2 separate regions of the Athene noctua genome follow, and region 1 is linked to region 2. A link is a contact called in public Hi-C data. All regions are on one chromosome and are shown on one strand. Each heading gives the region's core, a stretch centred on a gene start, on an enhancer-like site or on the middle of the called end of the contact. The rest is flanking DNA. Distances are from core to core; before and after follow the strand shown.

The links. A called contact is a pair of places that touch in the nucleus more often than the background predicts.
Region 1: a contact with region 2 is called in a Hi-C map of liver, with 4 times the contacts expected there. The contact joins the promoter of PDGFRL here to the promoter of FGL1 in region 2. A contact is called at or near these places in 2 of 2 Hi-C or Micro-C datasets (heart and liver).

The regions. Positions count from the first base shown.
Region 1 is chr4:82,095,739-82,101,304 of bAthNoc1.hap1.1, reverse strand. It overlaps PDGFRL (platelet derived growth factor receptor like), which reads left to right and starts at 2,818. Exons shown (of 6, transcript XM_074904110.1): 1 at 2,818-3,083. The coding sequence starts at 3,029.
Region 2 is chr4:81,901,616-81,907,454 of bAthNoc1.hap1.1, reverse strand. It overlaps FGL1 (fibrinogen like 1), which reads right to left and starts at 1,275. Exons shown (of 9, transcript XM_074905882.1): 1 at 1,165-1,275. PCM1 (pericentriolar material 1) reads left to right here and starts at 3,168. Exons shown (of 38, transcript XM_074905879.1): 1 at 3,168-3,372.

The DNA.
Region 1 (5,566 bases), core at 1,569-4,068, 190 kb before region 2:
AATAACCGTTAGTGTGTCAGATCTAATGTCGACATTCTACGAATCATAACTCACTTAAAATAAGTAACATGATAACTTGGATGGATTTTATAGAGGGGAAAAAACAACCATGTTTTATGTTTAAAACGTTTAAATTTCTCGTGGTCTGGAGATGAGGATAGCAGCAACATTTGTTTCATACTTGCTTCCAAGCACTCAAGAAGTCACTGAAATAGAGAATAACACCCTTTGATTTGGGCATTTTGTCTTACGGTGCCAAACCAGAGATGATGTTAGATTTGGTTTCCCAGAGGGAGTGAGTAGCTCTCAGCATTCATGGTGCTCAACTTTCTGAAGCACCACGCCTTGTCCTGGCAGCATCCAACCTCAGAGTTGGATGGGTAAACTCACTGTTGTCTCCTTTCTCTCCTTTTTCAGGGAAAAAAAAAAAAAAAAAGAACTTCCTCAACTTTGAATAATACTATGGGTATATCAGGAGAATAAAAGCATGAGTCTGGTCAATGGATAACAATAGCCTTGACACTGAGAACCACACTCACAGGGCAACCTTGTCACCTGGCACTGTTTCTAAAGTCATTTGGTTAGTCATCTTTGTTCACAGACTTAAAGAGTAGCTGTGATTTGGGGTTTTCTCCTGAGGTATAGGGCAACTTGTTTATAGAATTCCTTATGAAGTTTTCAAGTGATTAATAGTCACCTTATTGTACATACAGACTTAGTAAGACTGATCTTGAAAATCTTGATCCCAGGAAGCAGTGGGAATATGGCCACTGATTTAAATAAGGACAAGAGTCATTCTTCAAGTATCACACTTAAAGCATTGAGCTGAAAAGATGTATTTAAGCTATTAGTTTACTCGTGTGGAGAACTGGGGTCATTACATGGAGGTTTACATTAGTTCTTCTCATGTCATAAATGAAAACTAGTTTTTCATGCATATCCATTTAAAGCTAGGAAATTTGGAATTCATAAAATCACCTTTTTCATCGTATATCTGTACAGAAAAAAAGGTGTGCCATCTTAAAAAGATCTTAAAATTAATGAAGTTTGAGTGTTATTTCCAAGTGTTATTACTGTATTTTCCAAAAAAATACTAATATTTGGAGCTCAGTCACCATTAGATCATTGACCTAGCCTGTGTATGAAAGGAAAGGAGAAATTTGACCTAGGGAGGCACGTAAGACTTGCAACTAGCAATTTTGCAGATGACAGAATAAAACCCACTCTTCATCAAAAGCAGGAGCTGTGAATATTTCCAGTGCAAATCTGGAGTTTATATTACACATCTTTTCTAAGTTATGTCCAAGATTCATTTCCTTTAACACAAAGACCGATAACCTTTTCAGAATATAATACTTGGTGGTATTCTAACTGTTTAAAGGGGGACTTTTAAAATACGCTGTAGCAACAAAAATACTGTTTTTCTTAATTTGTTACAGGTAATGGATGAATTTTGGAATGATGTTTAGGATATGCTAATGTATTCTCAGGTCACTGCATAAAACCCCTAAGAAGGTCTAAGCAGAACTGTAATAGGGCTATGGAATGAAAAAGAGATCAGGAAATTTCATCATCTTACTCCATACCTGGCCCCTGCTGGCTGCTTCATCACTAACCAGAGACCCCAGGGTGACGTCTCAGAGCAGACTTAGGCAAGCAGGTCTCTGAACTCTGCATGTGTATGCACTTACGAGGGCAAGGAAGCATTATGTACATCCCTTCTGATATATTTGAATGGATGCAGACAAAGATTAGACTTCCTTTAAGATCTGTAAATGCTCTACTCTCACGTCTACTGTGGCCCCGGAGCTGTGCCAAGGGGTGTCATTCTCCATTTACTTTATCCTGATTCACACTGGACTGTGATCTTGCCTACTACAAAGTCTGCCTGTGACTTCTGACAGCCATTATTTTTCCTCCTTCCAGTCCAGTCTTCACCTTGCCCTCCATCTACCTCTGTGACCCCTCCACTCATATTTTCCCTCCCTTTCCCTCCAAAGGAAACTCTCAGATTTCAAGAAACATCTTTTGACAGTTCAGGGCAGAAACATACATGCAGCAAATGTCAAATTTACCGTGTTCATCTCTTAGCAATGAAGAGATACCTGCACCTTCTCAATGGGCTTCACACAGGCACCGATCATACTTCAAAGCTGGGTCATGGACTCCAGAGACCCAAATAGCAACACATAGATACCTCCTCTATATTTCCACTGTGAGGTAGCTTTTCCTGAGCGGGCTTTTGGGAATCTCTTTGCTGTGCCAGGCTGGAATGAATGCAGTAGTTTGACTTTAAAATGTGCTTTTGCTGCCTTAGGCAGTGATCTGTGCCTGATGCCCATCCGTAGGGTCACCTGTGATCTATCACCTGTACAGCTCTCGCTCTGTCCCTGCTCCCCTCTGCAGACCCGGCTACAGGTCCAAAGGCAACCATCAGCTTGCACCCGCGCAAAGCCACGCCTGGCAAAGGGCAGCGCTCACCGACCAGCTCACTCAAGCAAGAAACTTCCACAGGTGCCCCTCAGGTTGAGATTACTTGGGAGGCAGCCGCGTTCCTGCCCATGCCACCGCGTCCTGCGGGAGTGCGCGGGGCCTGCGCTGCCCGCGGCACTGATGGCCGGAGGGGACCCGGCCGCCCCCCTCAGCCGCCCGGCCCGGCGAGGAGCTGCGGGGCAGAGAGCCGCGGAGGGAGGAGTTCAGGCGGGACACAGGAGCCGGAGGCTTCCCCGCGTAGGCGGCGCAGCGCCGCAGCAGGTGCCCAGACCCGCGGAGGACGCGCACGGCCGGGCCCGCCGGCGGGGCTCCGTGGGTGCTCCCTCCCTCGGCGGAGAAGGCGGGGGTACCCTGGGCTGGCCCGGCTGCGCCGCGCCTTCCGCCGGCGGGGCGCCCCGGGCAGGGAGCCCCGGCGCCGGGCGGGCTCCTCCCCGCGCCGCGGCCCGCCGAGGTGCCACGGGGCCGTTCCCCCCCGCCCGCCGCCATCGCCGCCGCGCCCTCCCCGCCTCAGCTCGGCGCCGCGGCCGCTCCCGCCATGCGGCTCTGGGTGCTCGTCAGCCTGCTGCTGCTGCAGGGAACGCTGCCACACGGTGAGCCGCGATACCCCCGCCCTCGGCGCTGCCGCCCCGCCGGCTTCCCCCCGCCTTGCGATCCGCCGCGGGTTCCCCTTCCTGCTGGGCTGCCTCCGTCGCCCTCAGCGCGGCCGCCCCGTGAAGCCCGCGGCAGCGCCTCGCCCCCCGCCACGAGAGCCCCGGGGAAGGGCCGGGAGCCGTCCCGGCGCGGCGGCGGGGCCCCCGTCCCGCTGGGAAGGCGGGCTGCGCCCTTGGGCTGCGGCCAGCAAGCCGCCGGGAACCCAAAATACGGTTTCAGTCCGTGCTGGGGTTTTGGGGAAGAGGCGTTTGCGGCAACCCCAGCTGCTTCCCCCTGCGCCGTTTCTCCTGAGGGTCGACGTTTAAGTCCGCTCTGAAATCGTCATGCCGCGGGTGGACTAGGTAAACTAGGTTTACTCGTAACTTTTTTCAGGTTGTGATGAAGCCTTGGTGGGGGAAGAGGCAAGTTTTTGACTGGGAAGGGACATTTGTAACCAATCCTTGATTTATATAGACTGGTTTTTAGACTATTTATGTATTTTAGACTATTTATATAGCTAGGCTAAAGAGAGGCTGTTTCCCTCTGGCAAAATGTGAATAAACTTACTAAAACTTCTTCAGAAGAAACAACAAAAACAATCCCTTTTCACCGCGGAGGGCTTGGGGAACAAAGCCTATGTGGCTCGTAGAAGGGTTTGTAGAGAAATCAGAGGCAGGTTCTGAGGGGTGTGGTGAAAGGCAGAGGCAGCTACCGCAAGTGGCCCAAGAGGAGGCCGTAAGGAAAAAATTATTGAAAGAACATAAAAAATTCTTCATCCTGAGAGCTGTTAAGCAGTGAATGAAGTTGTCAGGGGAGACCGGAGAGTTTCCAGCCTTTGGGATAGTCAGAGCTCAACAGGACAAGGCTCTGAGCAACTGAAGGGGGGTGAGGAGGGACTTCTAGAACTCCTTTCCAGTCCAATTTTTCTTATGACTGCATGCAAAGGAATTGCACTCTGGACCGCTGTGGTGCTGGAGAGCATTTCTGCTGAAAGATTTGGTCTGTGGGTGTATGTTACCACGTCAAGAAAAGTGTTTTCTATTTGAGAAATAAACAATAAAAACAGAATGAGAAATGACTTGTAACTTGGGCAAAAGATTTCCCAGGTCTATGTTTTTCTCAGTTTGTCTGGTTTATACTGAGGTGTGACTTGGTGCTTCACGCTATTTCATCCAGAAGTTTAGCTATGGGAGAAAGTAAGCTGGCATATTTAATGACAGTTCCTTATCTAAAGCTAGAGGTGTAAGTCCTAATGTAGGCTGTGATTTCAAAATAGGCTTCCTAATTTAGCTTATATTAGTTTATGAACAGTGAAATACATCCCTCCAGATTGTCTGTATGAGCATTGAGGTACCACCCTGTCCGTGTGAGTGTTCAGATGATTAAATTTTCATTTAAAGTACCACAAATAGAGATGTGTCCAACCTGTTTTGTACATTAGTTGTGATCACAATGACTCTGCTCTCTCATCTTAGTCCTGGTGGTTAAAAACTATTCTTTATGGTAACCTTACGCTTGATTATTTTTTTTTTTAAGGAAGAATTAATCGGTATTAATGAGAGTTGAAAGGTCTCTGATGCTGGGGCCTGCCTCATGGAATGGGTACATCTGGCAGACAGTGAACACAATTCCACTGTCCTTGTGGGAGGCCTTGCACCGCTACTAGGTGGACACTTGAAGATCAGGGGTCTCCTTGAGTTATAACCTGTGCAGCTATGAAACCAGCAGAACGTGCATGCAGATATCTGGTGATGTCTCCGGTCAAACTGGATGGATGCTTTTTAGCATTATGGGACTAACACTCATTTGGGGATTGTGTGTGTAACGTGAGACAAATGCTGTGACCTAAGGAGCAAAAGTGCTCTGTCATGTATTTCTGTGACACATCAGTGCATAGTCTCCTACTTTGACAGGATGAGTTAGTAGGGACCCTGAATGTACTGTTGCAGAGAAAATTAGTACAGTGCATGTTAGAAGTGACACTAGGAGCTGATCAGAGATAGGAAAGAGTTTTCTCAATATTTTTCTACTAAGTCTTATTTTATTTTTTTTAATAAGAAGTGCTATTGCTGGATTAAAACAGTGAGGGCTCTGTGCATAAATCTAGTGAGATGGTAAAGTATCCCAAACATGGCATATTCATGTGTGTGCATAAATGGGCTAGTTGAGTTTGTTCCCTTCCTTGGGTGAGGAAATAGAGGAATCTCTGGTGGGTTCTGTGTTCCTGAAGGGATTTGATTGTGTGTCCTCTTTGTCTTAGGTGATAGGCTACTGTACCAGTTAATTTAGTTATTGGGCATACAGGTACTTGATTCAGCAATGAGAGAAGGCAGAATTATGAGGTGCTGAAGTGGTGGCGTCAGTAGATACCTGGACAGACTTAGAGGAAGTGTTAGGGAGGAGTGTGGTGACGGCTTGCTTGGAAACTCAACTCCCGGGGAGG
Region 2 (5,839 bases), core at 26-2,525:
CCTCGTGGTTCTGTCCCGTTTGATACCAGTCGGTAGTATTTTACTACAATGTAATACCTTGAGTGCGTCTAACAGTATTTATTACAGAATGATAATAGTAGTATCAAGGGGATTATTTTCCCCACCCCTACAGGTGTGGGGAAGGTTTACAACAGGGATCCTGTCCATTCTTCAGCTGAGATTCAGGCCATTTTTCAGGGTCTGACCAGGTTAGCTAATACCTATCTCCCAATTACTCTTCTTTCCTTCATTGCTTCTGATGGCTATTGTGTTTGAGCAGATCATAAAAAAAAATGCTTTCAACTTCAGTGGCAGTGAATTGGCTAATCCTTGACCAACCTAACACATGGCTTTGGAGTCTTAAATGCCTGTGCCTCTGCCCTACACCTGCTTATTATTAGACTCCCATAAGGATAAGTGGACACTTTATCTTTCTGTAAAGATCAACTCAAGACTCTCTGTTAATGCCTTAAAAGATCTTTCCAATCTAATGTTACACAATGAAAGAAAAATTACCTTTAATATAGTAGCCTGATAGTCACTGTGTAGCCATATTATGGTAGACCAATCATTTTTGGGCAGTTTCATTTTTACAGCAAAAACCTCTTTGTCACCAAATTAGCAAATAAGTGGACATTTACTATCTGTACCGATTGCCCTATTAATTACTGCCTTTGTTTCAGGGCCTTTAAAAATATCTCCCCCGAACTACTACTCCTATCTCCTCTGTCTCAGTAAAACTTTATTCCTTCCCTTCCTGTCTCTAGTCCTTACATGCCTGTATTTTGTTTGCCTTCTTTCACTCTGGAATAATAAAGTGAAATGAACAAGATAGAATCAGCAGATGCACAAGAAATCATCACGTCTCTGACACAGCTTTCAATCCTAATTAAATTGAGCTATCTTAAAGATAATCTATCCAGTTTCTGTGAGGGTTCATTTATTAGCATGTCTGCTGATGGAAGCACTTATAACAGATCTTTGTAGGAGGAATTAGTTACTGTCAGTCTAGAAGCTCATTAGCATTGATACAGGACTTTCCCCAAAATATTTTTTTTTTTTTTAATAAATTAACAGGGCATTCTTTAAGCCATATTAATTTTGGCTACAGTCATTCCCAAACCCAGAGATGCGATTTTATAACAGTACTGGAGAACCACCTACTGGAAAGAATGCTTCTTGCAGTGCAATCCATGATTCCTTAATGCTTGCTGTACTTTTTTTCAGCTCCCATACCCAACGAAAAATGTCAAATGTCTCTGAGGAGCTGGTACTGTTTTACTTCTTCGGAGAACTTTTTTTTTTTTTTTTTTTTTTTTAAAGAAAAAAACAAGTTTGCAGCCAATTCCTGAAGAGGGACAGAAAACATAAGAGAAAAATCATCTCACAAATGTCAAGCAGGAATCGGAGTAATGATGCTGTAAGTTCCTATGAGAGACCTACCAATGGCTGACATTCTGTGGTAAGGAAATATGCAGTTATGACATACAGAGGACTACAGTAAAGACCTTGTTACTAGAACATGCCAAAATCTATTTAATTTCTAGTTTTTCCTTAAAAGTGTATTATATTTTTACGTACTTTTTTTTTTTTTAATTTTATTTTATTTTTTATTCCCCTGCGGAAAACAACGGGAATGAGGGAGCTGTATTTTAAGAATAAATCACAACAAAAATAATGATAGTCATTGCATTAAGGCATTATTTTCTCTTAAATTCTGCCTCCACCTGCTGGGCAGTGGGAGATATGCCACCGTGACAATATAAAATGCCTTGCCAACAGCAACACTGCCAATATCGTGCTGAATATCCAGACATGGTACCTGAAGCTAGGATAAAAGGCATCACTTGAAAGAATAATTTTAAAAAGCTGATAAATTAGCTTCTTTATTAGCTGCAGAGTGGCAATAATATATATTCAATACATAGAGAGCTTCCATGAAGTTGTTGCAGATTCTTTTTAAAGCAATTTCAGTTATGGATATAGTCATGTAGCCCATGGTAGAAATGGGATAAAAGTGCTACAATAAGAGGCAATCCTATGCTCACCTCTTTCATGCACTCCGTATTGTCCAGAACTATTTCTTTGATACAGGGGCATCTGCTGGAGAGAAACTGCATTTTTACTGAAACATTTTTATTTCGGTTTCCTACTAATTTAGTTCCTTTTCTAAACTACAGATTGATTAATGTGTCATTTATTTTTTGGTGGAGTAAAATACATTGGTAAAAGTACTGATTGGGAGAGATGTGGGGTTAACTACATCTACCAGTAGTACCAGTGGAACGTTTCTCACCCAGGATGAATTGTGAGGCCTATGTAAATATTAAGTGCGTCTGGTTTAGAAATTGAGTGTAACGAAAATGCTAATTCGTTTTTCTCATTCTGACAATGAGGAACAATCCCCTCAAATGAAAGCAATATAAATTATGTTGGCTTTACTGAAGCAGAAATCAAAATTACTGATTATATGGTGCAAGTCCAGCTCCCTTGTGGACTAACAAGAACTTCTGCTAAGTTTATCTGCCTGGAACAGCTGGGTGATGGGAGCATAACAGTAAAGCACAGCACAAGTATCACTCACAGCTATTTTTAAAATGCTAAATCCTCATTTTTTTCCCCCTTTTTTAAGAACTTAGATATCTAAACTCCAAGCCCTAAATCAAATAGCAAAAGACGAATAATGGCATTGCAGAAAAAGAAGGAAAAAAGGTAGGGCAGACTGCAATGATTTCCCCCTCTTTACCGCTCTGTTTTCAGCTGTGCCTTCTGACAGGCGACCGAAAGCAGACAGAAAGATTCTGCAAGTCGATAATCCTCGCCCACGCTCGGGGCTCTGACGTGATTCCACCGGTCTGCCAGGCAGGTTAAATCATTTACGGGGTTCATCAGCGCTTTCCTGGTTTATCTGAGGAGCCAAAGGAGCAGGCCGGCGGCGGGCCCTGCCGGGAAACCCCCGGTCCCGGACGGCGGAGCCCGCTCGGAGTCGGCGTTCCGGCCGCCGCCGCGCCTGCCGCCAGGGGACGCCCGGGAGCGCGGGAAGAGTGGCCCTGCCCGTCCCGCCCGCCCTGCCGACAGGCGGCCCGCGGCGGCGCTTGCGCGGCGCGGAAGGGCACCGCCGGGCGGGGTTACCAGGTAACGGCGGGTATCCGTCCGCTGGGGGCCGCCTCCCTCACGCAGTGGCGACTAAGATGGCGGCGGTGGCCGTTGAGGGAGGACTGTGAGTCCCGCCGCCGGCGCTCAGCGAAGCGGGGCCGCTGCTCTTCTCCGCTGCCGGACGGGGGAACGCCCGACTGGGCAGCCCGGGCCCCGCGGGTGGCGAGCAGCAGCGGAGGAGGAGCTGGCTCTGGGTGATCCCCCCTCCGCCGCGGGGTGAGCCGCCCTCTCCCCGCATCGCGCGGCGGGCTGTGCCCGTTCTCTCGCGGGCAGCGGAGCGCGGGGGGAGCCGGGGGCCGCCTCTGGGGGCGTGCTGGGCCGCCGGGCCCGTGCGAGCGGGCGGCCGGCCGCCGAGGAGAGGGGGTTAGCTTCGCTGCCCGGCGCGGCGGGGAGGAGGGCCCGGGGGGGCGGCGGCGGAGCCAGGCCCGCAGGCCCGGGGAGGCGGCGCGGTGCCGGCGGTTGGGGCAGGCCGCTCCCCTCCGCCCCGGGGAAGGGTGCCGGACTCGCTCTCGGAGGAGACGCCGGCGGGCAGTGGCGACGGCCGCGCTTCTGCCCGAGGCGCTTCGGGCAGCGCCCCCCGCCCCGCCCCGGGTTTTGGCGCCGTGAAGGAGCGGGCTTCTCGCGCGCCTCCCGGCCCGCCCGGCGCCTCGCCCGCCGCCCGCCGCAGCTCGGCTGGCAGGGCCGCCCCGGGGCGCTTCCTCCGCCGACCCCGTTGGCGGCGGCCAGACTCGCCGGGCCTGGGCTCGGCGTCCCGCCGTGGGAGGGGGCCAGGTCGGGACGGCAGCCTGCGGGGCGCGGGGAAGGGCGGAGGTGCGCGGCTCGGCCGCGGCCTGCGGGCCGGGGGTGCCGGGCGGTCCGCCGTGGGCCGGGTGCTCGAGCCTGCGGGTCCCTTCCGCGCGTTGCTCGTGTGGGGGCTGCCCGGTGCACCAAGGGCGGACCTGCTCCGCGGTGTGTTTCTTGTTGGACGGTACCGTGTGGTTGGCAGTACTCGGCAGGTTTTGATTGAGTTGATGCTAAACTAATGCTCAGTGAGGGGCGCGTGGCTTAAAATGCTAAATTTAAAGATGTTCGATCCTATTTTCAGTCTTTATAGCGTTATGTTTTGGGGTTTTTTTACTACTTTGTTTTCTGTTTTTAATTTTCAAAAGCTATGTGCAGAATTAAGTGCTCTTCAGAGCTGTTGCAGTTCACATAAATGCTACAGGAGAAAATGTCAAAAACAACTGCGGTAGAAAAAAAGTCTTTAAAAATATGTATTTGGTTCGTTAGCATGTTTGGTAGTGATACTTTTCATCAATTTCTATGTTATGACTACAGCGTTACATGTTTTGACGATAATCGTACATGTTATCTTAAGTCACTATTTTTGTAGAAAATATACTTGATGGTCTTTTTTTTTTTTTTTTTTTCCAAGTCCCTTAGTAGATGTTGTAAGGCAGTACACACATGCTTAAATAGAGCTTTTATACAGATTCTGTAATGTGCGAGAATCTGAGATTGGTAATGGGTTGCTGGATGTGGAAATAGCATAATGGGAGGACACCGGACCTTTATAAAAGGACTTTTTCTGGAAATAGCTGGTGAAATGAAAAGTAAGGAAAAAATACAAATTAGTGAAGTGTGTGTGTGGAGGTGAAAAACACAGCTTCGTAGGGGATAAATTTTTCTTTAAGAAGAAACTTGGCTGAACCTCTTCATATCTTTTAACTAAATCAAAGGGATAAAATAATCAGTATAGCTCTGTGATCTTAAAATCACTTGAATATAACTTGGAAATATGAAGACTGTAATGTTTAGAAACTTGCTGTCTGTGAAGGACACAGTTCTCTTAGAACACTTAAAAATTTTCTTGCTGGAAGTAATGAGGATATTACTATTTTTGAGCTGTAATTATTAGAGTGCACTGGTGTCTGCCTAGTGTCCTTGTTTGAGAATGTTATCCAGAGTATTACATGTGTGACAGTGAATTTACTTCAGAGGTAATCGGAGACTCCTACAGCAAAGATAGTTGAAGATAGCTTTTGTGAAAGTTCTAAATCAAATGTGAATAGTTATTTCTATTACATAAAGATGAATATTGCTACTTCTTGATTTTACAGCATAAGGTAGGGAAATACTACTTTTGCCATGGTTTTAGTAGAGTTGTATAACATGAAGAAAAGCAAGTGCTTTACTGAATTGAACTGTAAACCCAGATGGCCTCTAATATTGTCAAGAGGAACTTGTTACGCTTAGTGGTGTGGGCAGGATAGAGTACCACTTGAAATGTTGGGTCTTGCACATCTGCACAGTTGAACAGTTTACCTGTAACTGAAGAAAGTTCTTAGAAAATGTAGCTGTTTTTGAAATAAGCTAAACTGGTTACTGTGTTGCCTTTGGATGCTTGTCAAATATACCTTGAGTTGGCAGGAGAGCTTCTCTGAACTTTTCACAGGAAGCTTGTGCTTCTGCATGAAAACAATGAAGATGTGAAAAGGCGTTGTGTTCTTGTTTTCTAAATAATTCTCACAGTTCACCTGGGTGAAAGTTGCACAGAAGGTGTGGTTTCACAGTTGATGTATCTGGGTTTCGCTTCTCCTGATGACATAGTTTTTATTTGCATTCCTTGAGCCTGCAGATCTTACGTACTCATAAGGTTAGCCAGACCAGGGAGCTTATCCAGTTGAGATCTCATCTGTCTTTT